2 separate regions of the Zea mays genome follow, and region 1 is linked to region 2. The links are chromatin contacts, called in public Hi-C maps. All regions are on one chromosome and are shown on one strand. The core of a region is the stretch at or near the end of the contact, and the rest is flanking DNA. Distances in the headings are between cores, read along the strand shown. Region 1 holds the start of LOC103630552 (ethylene-responsive transcription factor 12). Region 2 holds the start of LOC100193361 (Mediator of RNA polymerase II transcription subunit 23).

What was found. Hi-C and Micro-C count contacts between places; a contact is called where the count stands out from the background.
Region 1: a contact with region 2 is called in a Hi-C map of bundle sheath, with 3 times the contacts expected there. The contact joins the promoter of LOC103630552 here to the promoter of LOC100193361 in region 2. A contact is called at or near these places in 3 of 25 Hi-C or Micro-C datasets (bundle sheath and leaf).

Annotation. Positions count from the first base shown.
Region 1 is chr6:167,841,674-167,845,369 of Zm-B73-REFERENCE-NAM-5.0, forward strand. It overlaps LOC103630552 (ethylene-responsive transcription factor 12), which reads right to left and starts at 1,689. Exons shown (of 1, transcript XM_008651603.4): 1 at 401-1,689. The coding sequence starts at 1,276. The coding sequence ends at 644.
Region 2 is chr6:167,704,278-167,707,963 of Zm-B73-REFERENCE-NAM-5.0, forward strand. It overlaps LOC100193361 (Mediator of RNA polymerase II transcription subunit 23), which reads left to right and starts at 1,811. Exons shown (of 1, transcript NM_001138493.1): 1 at 1,811-3,686. The coding sequence starts at 3,108. The coding sequence ends at 3,509. LOC100501744 reads left to right here. Exons shown (of 2, transcript NM_001366933.2): 2 at 217-1,371. The coding sequence ends at 1,184.

The sequences.
Region 1 (3,696 bases), core at 439-2,938, 140 kb after region 2:
TTCAGTGCCATATTTCAGGTGCCTAAATATTAAGATAATTTCATTTAACACCTTTATAGAACTAATTAAGATAATTCAATTATTTTGTATAATTTGAACTTTATCTTTATATTATAAAATCAAAATTATGTCTTTATCTAACTATAAAAATAATTGTTACTTATCTTTGTACAAGTTGACATAGCGGTTTTTTATTCTCAAAACTGAAATTCCAAACGAAACACCCAGCAAAAAGCGCACTGCCGACGAGACACCAAACCATTTGGAAAAAGGAGACGGTGAATTTGACTATTTAAGAATAGGAACGAAGACGACAAAGGCAAATCTTCGTCTCAAGTAGCCACATGTTTCGAAGGAAAAGGAAAAAAAAAGGCCCCACAGCAAACAAAATACCCAGCAAAAAGCGCGCCGCCGACGAGACACCAAACGAACTTGTGGAAAAGGAGATGGGAACAAGAACATGAACGAATACGAGAAAGACAAGATCTCCTAAAATAGGTTCTGGTAGATATATACAACCGGAGCGATGGTCTCCACTCCCACCAGTTGATTACCCTCACTAGTCAATCCTACCACCTAGTTCAATGGTCGATGATCCCTACTCGATACTACTGACCTACCATCACCTCCGTCTCCACGTCCATTATGGAGACCGCGAGCCCAACAGCAGCGACGGCGGCTCGTTGAGGTCGAACGGGAGGGCCTTGGGCCCTGTCCGGAGCTCCAGCGCCGTGGACGGCAGCGACGAGGCGGCGTCCCCTGCCACTGCCACGAGAGGCATCGGCGGCGCCACGGCGTGGTGCAGCCTAGGCGGTGGGAGGTAGACGACGTGCCAGGGCGACGAGCGGGCGCCGTCGAGCACGCCGAAGTGGCCCGGCGCCAGCGCGGGGTACGGGAGCGGGCGAGCCTGGACGGGGGGAGTGGCGCGGGAGCCGCGCCCGGCGGCGAAGTTGGTCCTGGCCTTGGCGCCGCGCAGCGCGACGGCGGCGCGGTCGTATGCCATGGCCGCATCGACGGGCGTGTCGTAGGTGCCCAGCCACACGCGCGTCTTCCTCCAGGGGTCGCGGATCTCCGCCGCGTACCGGCCCCACGGCCGCTTCCGGACGCCGCGGTAGTGCGCCTCCACGCGCTGCTGGTCCGCTACCCCGACAGCAACGCCTCCGACTGTGAGGCCTCCTCCTCTCGGCCCACCGTCCCCGACAGCGCCACCGTGCCCTCCTCCTCCTCCTCCTCCTCCTCCTCCTCCTCCTCTCGTGTCCCACTCCATCTGCTGCATCCCCACGCACGCTCTCGCGAGGTTGGCCGGGCCGGCGGGCAGGGGGCACCTCTTTCGTTGGTCTCGGCAACGGCAACGGCAACGGCTCAGTGGTGGGAGCAGTAGTAACTCGCTCTTTATACCGCTGGCCTGGTCGCCTCACCTGAGCACCTCCCCCTCCTCCCCTCACGCACGATGGCGGTGGACTTTTACTAATGGCCGCGCCTCGTGAAACGGGGAGGTAGGTTTCTGGGGCAAGGCTTTGAGGCTGTCGCTGACCGGGCGTGGGCGCGGGCTCACGGCGTCATGAACCAGCCGCCGCGCGATTTGACGCCTTGCGGGTCCTCGTTGTGGACAGTGTGCGACTGGTCTTGTCCGGCGCGACGCGCGACTGGCGCCGTGACGCCAGCCCTACCGCAATGGCTGGCTGCCACTGCCAGAGCATGGACGCCTCGTCCAATCGTCCTGTCTGTCACCCCCACCGCCCTGCCGTACCGAGCCTGCGGACTGCGGCACGCGCGGCCGCACGACTGTCCAAAGGGATACCGCACGTCCCCTTCGGCGGCAGGTGCCAAGGTAACCCACTCGTGCATGACGGATGGGGCCTGCTGGAGGCTGGTCCCAAGACATGACTGCCCAGCCAGCGGCGGGTAGGGACGCCGCCGCGTTCCCGGGAGCGGGAGGCGACGTGCCGGGCCACGATTCGGCTGCGCGCGGTTCACGTGTGGGCCGGACGAGCGATGCCGTGTCGTGTGTGTGGGGGCAGCACAGTTCGCGGTGGGTGGAGCGGAGGACGTACGTGTGCAGCGGCGCCGCTCAACGGGCGGTGGGGCCCTCGGGCCGGGCTCCATGAAAACGGCACCACACCACGGTCCACGGCCTATCCGGTGGCCGGTGGGTGGGTGGGGCGTTTGGTACCCCGCTCCTGCGGCAGCAGCGAGAGCCGAGCGGGTGGCACGCGCACGGCACGGCAGCCCACCCAGCGCTCGTCGGAGAGGCAGCGACGGGCCTTGGGAATGCACGAGGCCTTGACTGCCATCCTGCCTTCCTGCATGGTGAGGCAGCGACGGAGGCCTGTCGAACGCTGCATCGGGAAGAGGCGTGCCGTTCAATAGCTCAAGGCTTTGGCAGAACTTGCTACGCCATGCTTTGCATTGCAGCACTGCAGCCCGACCTGACCATCAAGCATTTCTTCGGCTAATTAGACTTTCTAACTTGATTTTAATTTTGCAGAAGTTAAATAAAGGGCTTGGTTTCAATTCAAAACCAGCCAAAATCATATTTTTGCGTGGTATTTTACATAGGAAACGTATATATGTATAAGATCGTCTTCACGCACAAATGCATAAAATTAATATGAACCTTTTACCCAAAGACCTTATATAAGAAATTATAATATGGCATAGAAATTAAAAAAAAACTTACATACGAAATTCGAGAATCAAGATATAAAGAAATAATTTTTTTACAGGATAACCACACATCTAATTTTCCACAAGGCCAAATTTTAAATTCCAACAAATATATACACAAAAATACATTCATACTAAATATATGTAATAAGTATCATTAAATTAATAATATAATATAGTTTTTAACAAACATACTTGTCGGAGACCATAATTAGGGGTACCCTTAAGACGCCTAATTCTCAGCTGGTAACCCCATCAGCATAAAGCTGCAGAGGCCTGATGGGTGCGATTAAGTCAGGGATCAGTCCATACGAGCGACTCGATCACGCCTCGCCCGAGCCTCGGGCAAGGGCAGCCGACCCCGAGAAGTTTCCGTCTCGCCCGAGGCCCCCCTTTTAACGGCGGACACATCTCCGGCTCGCCCGAGGCTTTTCCTTCGCTAAGAAGCAACCCTGACTAAATCGCCGCGCCGACCGACCGAGTCGCAGGAGCATTTAACGCAAAGGTGGCCTGACACCTTTATCCTGACGCGCGCCCCCCGGCAGAGCCGAAGTGACCGCCGTCACTTCGCCGCTCCACTGACCGGTCTGACAGAAGGACAGCGCCGCCTGCGCCACTCCGACTGCAGCACCACTTGACAGAGTGATGCTGACAGGAAGCCAGGCCCTGCCAAAGGCGCCATAGGAAGCTTCGCCCGACCCAGGGCTCGGACTCGGGCTCAGCCCCGGAAGACGGCGAACTCCGCTCCGCCCGACCCAGGGCTCGGACTCGGGCTAAGCCCCGGAAGACGGCGAACTCCGCTCCGCCCGACCCAGGGCTCGGACTCGGGCTAAGACCCGGAAGACGGCGAACTCCGCTCCGCCCGACCCAGGGCTCGGACTCGGGCTCAGCCCCAGAAGACGACGAACTCCGCTTCACCCGACCCCAGGGCTCGGACACCGCCCTGGCCTCTGCCGACGTCCTCCGCCTCGCCCGACCCAAGGGCTCGGACTCGGCCTCGGCCATGAAGAACAGACTCGACCTCGGCTT
Region 2 (3,686 bases), core at 561-3,060:
TACTTGGTACTTGCGGTTCGTCCCCTTGACAGTTCTGCTCTGGAAGCCACTACCTGCTACGTTTTTCTTCACCATTTCATAGTGGGCACAGTTTTGAGTTTGCAATTTTGTGCGAATTGATGGTTACTCGTGTTGAAGATAAAATTCACTTTTTTTTTGTTTTAGTTGATGATCCAATCTAATCCTGAGCCATCAATCATCAAACTAATAACGCAGGAGCTGAAGGCGCGATTGGCGTGAACTACGGCATGGTCGCCAACAACCTGCCGGCGCCGGAGCAGGTCGTCTCCATGTACAAGGCCAAGAACATCAGCTACGTGCGGCTCTTCCACCCGGACACGGACGCGTTGAACGCGCTCCGCGGCTCCGGCGTCGGCGTCGTCCTGGGCACGCTGAACGAGGACCTCCCGCGCCTGGCGTCCGACCCGTCCTTCGCCGCGTCGTGGGTGGCCACGAACGTGCAGCCCTTCGCCGGCGCCGTCCAGTTCCGGTACATCAACGCCGGCAACGAGGTCATCCCGGGGGACGCCGCGGCGCGGGTGCTCCCGGCCATGCAGAACCTGGAGTCGGCGCTCCGGTCCGCGGGGGTCACGGGCGTCCCCGTCACCACGGCCGTGGCCACCAGCGTGCTCGGCGCCTCGTACCCGCCGTCCCAGGGCGCATTCTCCGAGGCGGCCGCGTCGGTGATGGCGCCCATCGTCTCGTACCTGTCGTCGAAGGGCGCGCCGCTGCTGGTCAACGTATACCCGTACTTCGCCTACTCGAGCAGCGGCGGGCAGGTGGCGCTCGGGTACGCGCTGCTGTCGGCGGACGCCGGCGCGGCGTCGTCGGTCACGGACGCCGGGGTGGTCTACACCAACATGTTCGACGCTATCGTGGACGCGACGCACGCCGCGGTGGAGAAAGCCGGGGTCCAGGGGCTGGAGCTGGTGGTGTCGGAGACCGGCTGGCCGTCGGCCGGCGGCGAGGGCGCCACCGTGGAGAATGCCGCGGCGTACAACAACAACGTGGTGCGGCACGTCGGCGGCGGTACCCCGCGCCGGCCAGGGAAGGCCGTGGAGACGTACCTTTTCGCCATGTTCAACGAGAACGGCAAGGCCGAGGGCGTGGAGCAGCACTTCGGCCTCTTCCAGCCGGACATGAGCGAGGTCTACCACGTCGACTTCACGGCGGGATCCCCCTAGGTCTAGGGAGGAGGCGGCTTACCCGCTTCTTCACTTTTAGTAGTAGGCTCATCCTTCATTCCCCTGATCTACTTCGTTTTGTTGGAGTAGCAAAACTGCCGCACGTCACGTTTACTGTTTATTTTTTAATATCTTATATAGAAAAATAATATCAACATTTATTCTTTAAATAAGTTTATGTTTACTATAAATATTTTTTTAATTCATCTCATACTATTTATTACAAACTCATACGTATAGTATTGTTTTATATTTTTTGTTAAACTTTAAAATTTCAACTTCTTGGTAGATAAGATGTACACTTATTTTGAAAGAAACGAAAGTACTCGTTAGTATGTAAATTGCATGTTGTTACACGGCGTCATGGATTTGTCATTTGTCTACGCTGTTGAGCCCACTAGTACTCTACTAGTGATGCATTTGCGTTTTTTTTCTGTTCTGTTCATAGAGCACGATGTGAATCTGCTGTTGGGCTAGGAACCGTGGCCCAGTCTAGTGGCCCATCGGGCTCAGCGGTCGCATAGGGCCAGCCATGTATCCACTTCGCTTGGCACGTGTCGATGCAGTCCGTGACTGCAATAGAACATCCTGGCCAACACCGGTGAGCGAAGAGAAACGATTCCATAGTCGAAGCGTAGATCGCAGCGGAGCAGAGGTAAGTTCCTGAATCTTCCTCCTGAGCCTGCTCATCAACCCGGCAGGTGCGATCATGCGTTTGCTATATGTTGGGTTCTCCGCGTACTTCGGGTGGCTTGCCCTAGTGATTCGTGTGGACTAGGGACGGGTATCTTGCTTGGTCGCCTGAGTATCCCTCTCTTGCAAATCAAGACTCCTGGACGCGGCCGGCGTGCGCTGATTTGCAGCTTTGCTGGGAAATCGAGATAGGGAGGTGGGTGGGTCCATGGGGGTTTTCTCGATGTCTGTTGCTTAGAAAGTTAGAAGGGGAAAGGTTGGGTTTGTTTGGACGGATAGTGGCAAATCTGTTCTGTTATTACAGCGTCTTGGCGATTGGTGGAGTAGGAGAGTGCATTGGGTGTGTAATACACTAACACTGTTCTAGTCGAGACTGTAACAACTTCGCGCTGAATCCCGACTGAGCCACAAGTTCACTGAACTTTGTGGTTGCAATGGCTTTATGCTGAATTGTTATAGATTGGTACTGACCCACAATTTGTCTACAGTAGGTGCAGACTGCAGACCACCCACGTTAATAATCTGAGTGGAAATTTCTCTCCTTTTAGGTTTAGTATTGAATGCGCTGTAAATGATTTATCTCTTCAGCTTTCTAGGATTGAAGTTTATGGGCAATGTTTGTTTTCAGTTTCACTTTCACCTCAATGTGTAGTGGACGATTATCACAGTTTTGATTCACAATAAGCTAGGAATTTCTTGTTGTACTTTAACTGGTTGAATGTTCAGATCGCGTGAGAAAAAAATGGAACTGTCTCCTTACAATGAAAACCATACTCCAGTCGATATATTGGATAGCCAGCGGTTATCTAACTGTGTACTTTGACCTTGCTGTGGAGAGGGTTTTAGTTTTATTGTTCTTGAAGGAGCTAGTTTCTTTTGTTTATACGGCACTCCTCCTAGGATTCAATGATAATATGATGTATACACAACGTCACTTAGGCCAACTCCAGCAATAGCGTGCAAAACATTGTTTTGCGTTGTAGATGCACTGTTTACAGAGTGGAGTTTGAAATGGGGACTGAGATAGGGAGTGGGATAGGGAGCTGCTGGAAATTGCTAGCAGTTGGATGCTCCTTTATTCACATTCCTTTGGAACGTGGGAAATTTTCCTTTTCCTTCATTTTTCCAGTGATTTAACTGATCCCTGTGAAATTTCTGTGTTCCAAAAGTAAGCGTTTTGCTCCTGTGTGTCTTGCCTAGGAACCTCACATCTACCAATTCATTGCAGGCATGGATGGAAAGAGCTTTAGCAACGAACAGCAAGCCCAACAAAAGAACCCAGACGCAGTGACAAACAGTGTTCCGAGCCAAGGCCAGGAGCCCTTGAACACGTTTCCAGATTCAGACGATGGAAACACGAACACCGGTCCGTTGAATGGCCATGCAGCAGCTCATGTGAACATGGAAGCTGCCATCTCTACGGAGGACGTCATACGGGCTGGCGGGTTCGGAGCGAAGGATGACATTGGCAGCCTCCTCCCGACGGCAATTGATTCCACCGATTTTGAGGCCTCGCTGCGGGATGCCCGTGGTTTCGAGGGCGAGAAAGCGGCGCCGTCGCATCCTGGACTAGGGTGGAAGGGGGAGAAAGCTGATGGTGGAACCAAACTGGCAGATGTGGCGGAGCAGTGATCACGCTTTCCTCTTCTGTAGCCCAGCTCCAGCCTTCAGAAAACCTTGTTTTCTGCCACGTGTGTCTGGAGAGCTGCCCTGCGTATGAACTTTCTTTGTCACAGTGTTTTGTGTGACACATAACATTCTGTGTATGAACATGAGGATGTCGGTTCTATGCTGTCTGTCGTATAGCTC